2 separate regions of the Zea mays genome follow, and region 2 is linked to region 1. A link is a contact called in public Hi-C data. All regions are on one chromosome and are shown on one strand. Each heading gives the region's core, a stretch centred on a gene start, on an enhancer-like site or on the middle of the called end of the contact. The rest is flanking DNA. Distances are from core to core; before and after follow the strand shown. Region 1 holds the start of LOC100193727. Region 2 holds the start of LOC541641 (histidine kinase 2).

Region 1 (4,553 bases), core at 1,274-3,773:
ACGTTGGTCAAGGGGGGGGAGGACGAGGCGGTGCCGAACTCTTCCTGTGCGGCGAGGGGACGATGATGGAGGGGACGGCGGTGAAGGGACGGTGGAGCGTCGTACGCGGGGAAGACGACGCGGCTGACCGGTGGGGCTGGTCTGCCAGAGAGGGAAAACGCGCGAGCGAGAGGGGCTGGCGGGTGGGGCTGGCGTGTCAGCGAGAGCGGGTGAGGGGAGCGTGCGGGCGGCTTCGCGCGTGAGCAGGCCGACTAATGGACCGAGGGAGAGGAATGCGCGGGCGCGCGGGAGGGGAGGCGGTCGCGCCATGGGCCGGAATTGGCCCAGCAGAGGGGGGATTCTTTTCCTTTTTCTTTTTACCTTCTCAACTCATTTCTTATTTGTTTCTTTTTCTTTTTGCACAAAATTATTTGGTGGATATTCTAGGTGTTGGAAAATAAAATCTAAGTGAGGTGCTTGTGATCAAACAAAGTGTATGCATATGATGAAAGAAAATCTAAGGGAGTTTTTGGAATTAGAGGATGAAAAGAGGGGAGGGGTAGATTAGGGTTTCAAACCTAGGTTAGGATTTTGGGATGTTACAGTAATGATGGCCCCCCCTGTGACGTGGTCGGTCCGAGCCCTAGGTCGGGCGAGGCGAAGGCTCCTCCGAGGTCGAGGTCGAATCCGAGCCCCGGGTCGGGCGAGGCGGAGTTCGTCGTCTTTCGGAGCCGAGACCGAGTCCGAGCCTTGGGGTCGGGCGAGGCGGAGTTCGTCGTCTTTCGGAGTCGAGGCTGAGTCCGAGCCCTAGGGTCGGGCGAGGCGGAGTCCGTCGTCTTCCGGAGCCGAGGCTGAGTCCGAGCCCTGGGGTCGGGCGAAGCGGAGTTCGTCGTCCGAGGCCGAGACGGGGGCCGAGCCCTGGGGTCGGGCGAGGCGGAGCTTCCTATGGCGCCCGAGGTCGGACTTGGCTGCTGTCAGCCTCACTCTGTCGAGCGGCACAACAGTCGGAGCGACGCAGACGGCGCTGTCTTCTTGTCAGGTCGGTCAGTGGAGCGGCGAAGTGACTGTGGTCACTTCGGCTCTGTCGACTGAAGAGCGCACGTCAGGATAAGGTGTCAGGCGATCCTCGCATTAAATGCTCCTGCGATACGGTCGGTCGGTGTGGCGATTTGGCCAAGGTTGCTTCTTGGCGAAGACTGGGTCTCGGGCAGCCGAAGGTGTGTCCGTTGCTTGAGGGGGCCCTCGGGCGAGATGTGGATCCTCCGGGGTCGGCTGCCCTTGCCCGAGGCTGGGCTCGGGCGAGGCGAGATCGTATCCCTTGAGTGGACCGAGCCTTGACCTTAATCGCACCCATCAGGCCTTTGCAGCTTTGTGCTGATGGGGGTTACCAGCTGAGATTAGGAGTCTTAGGGGTACCCCTAATTATAGTCCCCGACACTCCCAATCCCAAAAGAGCAGTTAAAACAAAGCTTATTTTTCTGCACATCACCACACATGTCTGATGACACACTAGACACATCTAGTGAGTTTTACGTCAGCTAGCCATTGTGAACTAGTCATTGCTAATCATTGAAGCCTAGGTAACCGTTGCGACACACATATTCGATAAGCTATACCCAACTAGGTTGCATTTGCAACCCTTTTTGAGCATGTTGTTCGGTGAATGATCTGATGCATCATCGGACACGTCCAATGCTCTATCCAATGTGACATCTGGTATACTTGTTAGGTTTACATATGCGTTTGGTGTACTTATTCTTCAGCCTAATTTTTAATAGACACTGCACCTGTCCAGTGCTAGCCCGTTTTCTATGTATTTGTGTTTCTTGTGTGGGCTTATTACATCTTATGTCTTGGACTCTTTTGCATGATATTGATAGATCTTTAATAATTATTCAATGTCTTGCTTTAGAGTGTTGATCTCCTTGATCATTTCGTTGTCTTCGTTCATCCTTTGGACTATAATAAACAACACTAGCAAACACATTAGTCTAAATAACTATATTGATCATCAAATACAAAAAAAACTTTAATTAAATAGGCAACAATCCATTTTTTGTTTAGGCTCTCTAGAGCAAGGCCATCAGAATAGTAACCTGCAACCCGCAAACCACTCTCTAATCTACAAATTTACCTTTGTGAGAAGGAAACCACGGCCATTAATGTTTCATAAATTATGATTATAGTTTTTTTTAGTAATAGCATAAACATGTTTATACGTGTGTTATCTTGGTATTGTATTTCCCACTATAAAGTATGACCATATATTACATAGTTATATTATAAAACAATTATAAAACAAAAGACATCATTGATGCTTACTTAAACCGCACCACACCCAAACCCAACCCAACCGATGACACTAGCTATCTATAAACCCGAGCAAACAAAAGCAAACCGCACCCACACCACACGGGACGGGGACGGGAACACGGCGAGGGCGAAGCCACGCAAACGGACACGGCACGCGCGGCCTCACGCCGTCACCTGCTTCGCTGCTGTCCATTTAGCGAAGCGGAAAGGGAGGGTGCGACCGGAAGGCCCGACCCCGACCCGGAAGACGAGGTAGAGGAGGGGGCGAGCGACAGAGGCAGTGGAGGGGCGCGGTGAGGAGGCCGGCGGCGCGCGCGCGCTTGCGGCGCCGGCGGCCTGGCGATGGGGGAGGTGGCCGCGCTGCGCCAGCTCGTCGGCCAGGTCCAGGAGCTCTGGGACCTCTACGGCGCCAACGGCAACCCCGTCCCCAGGCAAGGCGAACGAGCGAACGAAAACCTCCTGGCCTCCTCCTCCTCCTCCTCCTCCTCCTCCCTCTCTCTCTCTCTCCCCGTTGTTTGGTTATTACTCCGCTCCCACCTCGCGCTCTCGTCCGCGTCCTCGCTGCCCCGCCCCCGTCCTTTATACTCCCGCCGTTCTGCCCCCGCCTCGCGCGGATCTGCTCGCCGCGCTGCGGGGGTTTGCAATCGCATCGCGAATTTGCCGGCCTCACTAGCTGATTGTTTTTTTGTCGGTTGATTGATTGATCTGCCGCGCCTGTTTGTTTCACTTCCCCAAGCAGATTACTAGGCCGGATCTTTGGGGTGCTTGTCTGTGCGCCACAGGATTTCGATCCACTGTTTTCGGCCCCTCGAATTGGTGTTACCTGCGTCCACTCCCCCCACACCCCTACCTCCTCCGCGCTAGATTTGGCACTGTTGAACGGAGGAACAGGGCGCGCGCCGTAGAAATGTAACAATCCGTATACCCTCCCTCGCTCTAGTTTTACATTACGTTTTGCTGACTTTGCTGTTGGCATGTTGGCTGTTGCTAGTTTATGTGCCCCATGGTCACAGGTTTTGGCATTGGCCCCATGCATAGGACACGATTATTATTTACGCAACCCCATGGAATCGAGACCAGGGCAGCCTCCACCCTAGGTTAGTTTAGCGAACGCGACGCCGATGATAATCTTAACATATCTCCGGTCAGTTTGACTTTTGAGCCGCGTCGTGGAGCTTTGTTGGCAAGGGGGACCAAAGCAAAGGGAGGAAATCAACTTACCTCACGTGCTTTACTGGTTTTTAATGGAGGCGGACTTGGTAAACCTGCTCCAGTGCTCCCAGTCCCAGGGCTTAGCTGGACATGCGGTGGAAACCCGAGAAGCCATTCTAATATGCCCCCTTCCTCGATGCTGGGACTCGTTCTAAGCTCTTATGCCACCGCTATTGTTCTTATGCACGCTTTGATAAGCGTCGTCGTGCTTGGCTGCTTGCTGTTTGCGATTTCTTTTCTTCACTAGGCTGTATGAGTTTGTTTCTGTGGAAAGTTACATGCCATCCTGTAGCAAGTAAAATTGAGTTCTGGCAAGCTTCTCATGTCAGGCAATGTTTCCTGGATGTAATCCAAAGAGGCCTTCACTGCATTGCCTGTCAGGCCATAAGGAGAGTATCCTCCCAGCTTCAATTTTCCTCAGATTCACATAGAATCCAGCCATTTGAGTTTTTGTTTCCCTTCACAAGAATATAATATATTATCCTCTGTATACCAAGTCTAATCTGCTGAGAAACATATGATTGGCCAGCGTTGTTCCTGATATAAACTACTTGGTTGACCATGACACCTCTGATAGTCTGATTGCCTGGCAAATAATATGAATATCACATCTTGGCTTTAGAGAGGGTTGATGAATGTTGATTGGAAAATGGATGACAAAATTGATACTTGTGCACTACAGAAAGCGAACTAGTTGATAAATTCATATTTCCCATTGGACAAGCAAGAGAAAACAGTTACAGATTAGTCATTTTTTGAGTGTAAGCATGTTGCTCCATGTACGACAACATGAATAAATCATGCATTCAGTCAAGTGATTCTGTCAAAATTATTGACATGACACTTTCATACTTCTGTATGTATTTTTGTCCAAAACAATGCTTCGAATGGTAAACAACTAAACTGGGGGTTATATATTGTATTATTCCTTTTCTTTTGCAGTTAAAAAAAATCTTGTTCATAGTTCATACCCTGTCCAGACTAATTTTCCCTTAAATAAAATGGACTAACTGGGCTATCAATATGCTACAGGTGGTATTTACCTGACT
Region 2 (4,553 bases), core at 1,198-3,697, 200 kb after region 1:
TACCGGACCCTTGCTTAGGCCAGGGCATCCCCTGTCCCGGGACCTCGCTGTGGGTGGCCCGGACCTTACTCAGAGGGATCCGGACCCCATCCAAGGGACCCGACACACTACTTGGGAGTCCCGAACCGTATTCGGGGGTCTGGGTTGTGCGTACAGGGGTCCGGCGCTTCCTCGCGGAGGTCCGGTCCAACTGATTGCATCCTGGGATATATCATCTTTCCTGGTCACGTGGCGCCTCTTGAGCCGTCCACATGGTGGGGTCGGGTGCTGTTCACCGCGCGGTTAGAGATCGCCGCACGGGCATTGTGTCTTCATACTGTAGTAAGGGGTACCCCTGATTCAGGGTACCGATAGTCCCATATAATTAAAATAAATTAGCCTTCACAAAAATAAATAGAGCACCAAAGCAAATCTTTTTGAAATTCTATAACAAGAAAAATCCTTGCTCCAAGATGAATGCATCACATAATTCAAACTCTATTTTGAAAATAACTATCTCTCCTCTAATGGTTCTTGCCAAAAAATCAAATTGACTCTAAGGGATAGTCTAGAGGTGTTACACAATATTGATAACTTCGCCCAAAATGAATCCAAACATTGTATTCTGAGAGCGTATATCTTACCATATCAATAATAATCTTATTCTTCCTTTCAATTATACCATTCTGCTCCAAAGTATATTCGGTTAAAAATTCAAGTTTGATATCCTTGTCATCACAATATTTGTCAACTCTTGCATTTTTAACCCTATACCATTATCACTTCTAACTTTATTTATGTTATTCTGAAGTTCATTTTGAGCTCTTTTAACAAAATACTCGAAGGTTTCATATACACTTGATTTATCATGAAGAAAGAATATCCAAGTGAATCTAGTGAAATCAAACACATCCTTCAGTCTTTTGACAGGATTACACTTAGTTGTATACCACGGGGGCTTCAAACCATAGAATTCAGGGTCCGACCACTCTCATAATGAGAGGTTGGGACTATAGGAATTCGAGGGCCAGTAGAGGGCCTCGAACCTCTAAGTGATGTTAAGTGCTCTAGGGGACAGACTGCCCTAAGCACTCGTATCCTTCATAACGTCCTACGACACGAGGGCCCTAGGGACTTAAACTCATGAGCATCTCGGAGCATGAGGGATCCTAGGGAGTTGATTTGCTGATTAGAGACTCGAGCACGATGGTCCTTAAGGACTTAGATTGTTTTGTCCTAGGACGTCTCAAGGCACTAGGGGTCCCAAGCTGGCACCGAGTCTCTTAGTGGCTTTTTATGAGATTTTGTGGTGTAGTTATTCTTTCGAATATCGAATGATGTGTTTTTATTCCTTTGCTCCGAGGCCTATGGAGTGATGAAGGTGATTAAGTACAAGTTAGTGAGGGGTGCACGACATGACGAGAGGATCAGCTCATAAGATCAAGTATAATAAGGTGATGTAGACGGAGTAAGATATCTCATGTCAGATTTATGGTGATGCGGAAGAAAAAGAAATAAAGAGAGAAAGAGAACATGCTGATCATAATAGCCAGCTGAAAGCGGGCTAAACACAGTCTTCAACATAATTTGTGAGAGTAAGAGATGAACCAAGTATTAAACATATAACTTATTGACTAGACTTTTAGCTAATAGTACATGACATGACAACATTATAACCCCTATTATAAGCTATATTATTAACCTTGCTCTAACCATAAAGCTATCTACAGCTAAGTGTGTATATGGACGTGTAAAACACAATTTTTACTATAGTATGTACTGTTTACAGTATCAAATATGAAACACGGAATGTTGTAAGGAGACTACTGAAGATAATCTAATAAGGGGAAGGCCCATAGAAGAGTAGGTCCGGGGAAGATGAGATTGCCACCTGCATGTGAAATATTTAACTATTTGATATTGATATAGACATCATTTCTCAGTCTCTTCGCTTCGGATTAAAGCTAGATATTCATACCGCTGCAGGTGTAATACACAAATATAAAATACAGTAAAAACCGTTTTAGATTAAAGCTAATCCAACAACTTGTCTATGTCTGGTAGTTTTATTATGAGAACTAAAATTTGCTATGGTAAATAGTAACCGGTCTACAACTTTGTCATTATTGCCCCACTGGCAATGATTAGCAAAGAGATATGATTGAAGGTAAAGCTGATTTTTTACATATCCCTCCATTCGAAATAGGATCTATGTGGTGTATTCATTTGGCGTGACACATCAGCGAAACAGTAAAATTATAGAGCATAGAGCAGTTAATACTATCTGTAGCAAATTTACACCTGCCACCGTAAAATAGAGATACGAAAACTCCCTATCGACGATGACAAACGGCTTGCTGGCCTCTCCTACTGTTGTGACTGGTGCCACCTCTCCTTTCCCTTCTTCCTCCGTGCCCCAATCCCTCTTCTCCCCTCGACCAGCCGAGAGAGCGCCCCTACCGCAGCAGCTGCAGTGCTGCTCTGCTCTGCTCTGTTCTGCCCCCACTTCACCCTCTCGTCTCACCCCGCCTGCAGCTTGGTCGCTTTTCTCCCCAGTCTCCTCCCCTCCACCCTCTCGTCTCGTCGCACCTCACCTGCTTGGTCGCTTTTCTCCCCCAATCTCCTCGTCTCCCGCCGGCACCAATACCATCCTCTGTCCGCTCGCTGTTGCTGTTGCTATTCCCGTCCGTCCCGTGCTTCTACTCGCTAGTCGTTTCGTATTCGTATCCTCTCTCCTCAGCCGCCCTGCTCCCCTCCCGTCCTCTGGTGTCTGGTCAAACCAGCGGCTCCCAAGATTTGCCGCTGCTTCCTTCCTGGAGAAATCAAGCCTGTGCGGCGAGAAATCAAGAGGAAGGGGGAAGAGAGGGAGAAAGAGAGAGGGGCGGGGGTGGAGGAAAGAAAGCCTGCCCCTTGCGGACGTGCCTGCTCCCTCGGGGGCATTCAATTGGAGCCAACAGTGGGCGGGTGGGCGGCTGCTACAGCACGGCGGCCTCCATAAATTAGCTCCCCGCGTTCCGGCCCCTTCCGCCCCCTGTCGTCGCACCCGCCCCGTGTCTCCCCCGATCGGTCCGTCGATCACGCGGACGCCCGCCGGAGCATGCGCGCCGCGGGCCTCGGCCGCCGGAGAAGCAGCATCAGCCGCCGCGCCGCCGCCGGCGTCCGGAAGGAGATGTAGCGCTAGCTCCCCGACCCGCGAGGAAAGGGAAAGGGGAATGACCGTTACGGCGCGCGGGAGGAGCGGTGGAGCCGGGATGGGGGAGAAGGGCGGCGCTCCCGGGCTCGGCTTCCTGAGCCTCGATCGGATGCGCGTCCTCCTGCCGCCGCTCCGCCTGCCGGAGAAGCTGTCGGCCAGGACGCTGCGGACGCACCTCTTCACTAACTACCGGATGCGCAAGGTGCGGGACAGCTCCAGCTGGCTCATCCCGCTCTGGGTCAGCTCTTGGGTCCTCGTCGCCTCCCTCATCTACCTTTGCATGAGCTACCAGGCCGTCGGCAAGCGCCGGGAGTCTCTCGCCAGCATGTGCGACGAGCGCGCGCGCATGCTCCAGGACCAATTTAACGTCAGCATGAACCACCTCCAGGCGCTCGCCATCCTCGTCTCCACCTTCCACCACTCCAAGACACCCTCCGCCATCGACCAGGTAGGTACCCTGCTGTGCTGCTATCCTAGGGAGTGTTCCTTCACCTCAATCTAAGGCTAAGCAAGATTTCTTCTCCCGGGCGTGACGAAATCCATCTGACCGTTGCTGCAGAAAACGTTCGCGAGGTATGCGGAGAGGACGGCGTTCGAGCGGCCGCTGACGAGCGGGGTCGCGTACGGGGTGCGGGTCACGCACGCCGAGCGGGAGCAGTTTGAGCGCCAGCAGGGATGGAGCATCAAGAAGATGTACTCCTCCAAGACCAAGAATCAGTCGCAGGGACCCGGGAACGCCGAGGACGCCGAGGTGCGGGAGCCGGCGGAGGAGTATGCTCCCGTAATCTTCGCGCAGGACGCCTACAAGCACGTCATCTCCTTCGACTTGCTATCCGGCGCCGTGAGCACTCGCCCTGCCCCCAGCCCCCTACCTTCTCCTCGCAAGATTTCTTCATCTTTTTTACAGAGCAGGACCACAGCCGTAAAAAAAGCTGCAGTCTTTGGTGTTCACCATGTGCTCACCAGTCATAATCTGTTGCTACCCCTTTTTCACATCGGATTTTTTTTGCCCTTTCTTTTTAATCCGGGGTTCAATTACTCATGGTAAACCAAAAAAAATCATGTCATGGGCAACAGGGGTTATCCATCCACTAATCTCCTACGCCTCTTCTGCTCTTACAGGATGACCGGGACAACGTACTCCGAGCTAGAGAATCTGGGAAGGGTGTTCTTACTGCTCCTTTCAAGCTGCTCAATAATCGCCTTGGAGTGATCTTCACCTATGCTGTGTACAAGTATGAGCTTCCTGCAAATGCCAGGCCACAGGAGCGCATTCAGGCTGCTATAGGGTAAGCTCTTCATGAGCCCGACCTCCTATTTCCAGTAAGGAATGGTGCAACTGAATAACCGCTGGCCCTTTCTTTTTCTTTTTGCAAACAGC

Evidence for each region. Hi-C and Micro-C count contacts between places; a contact is called where the count stands out from the background.
Region 2: a contact with region 1 is called in a Hi-C map of leaf, with 4 times the contacts expected there. The contact joins the promoter of LOC541641 here to the promoter of LOC100193727 in region 1. A contact is called at or near these places in 12 of 25 Hi-C or Micro-C datasets (bundle sheath, ear, leaf and 4 more).

The regions. Positions count from the first base shown.
Region 1 is chr3:160,875,275-160,879,827 of Zm-B73-REFERENCE-NAM-5.0, forward strand. LOC100193727 reads left to right here and starts at 2,524. Exons shown (of 2, transcript NM_001138815.1): 1 at 2,524-2,723; 2 at 4,537-4,553. The coding sequence starts at 2,635.
Region 2 is chr3:161,079,543-161,084,095 of Zm-B73-REFERENCE-NAM-5.0, forward strand. LOC541641 (histidine kinase 2) reads left to right here and starts at 2,448. Exons shown (of 12, transcript NR_158574.1): 1 at 2,448-3,620; 2 at 3,732-4,013; 3 at 4,295-4,461; 4 at 4,553.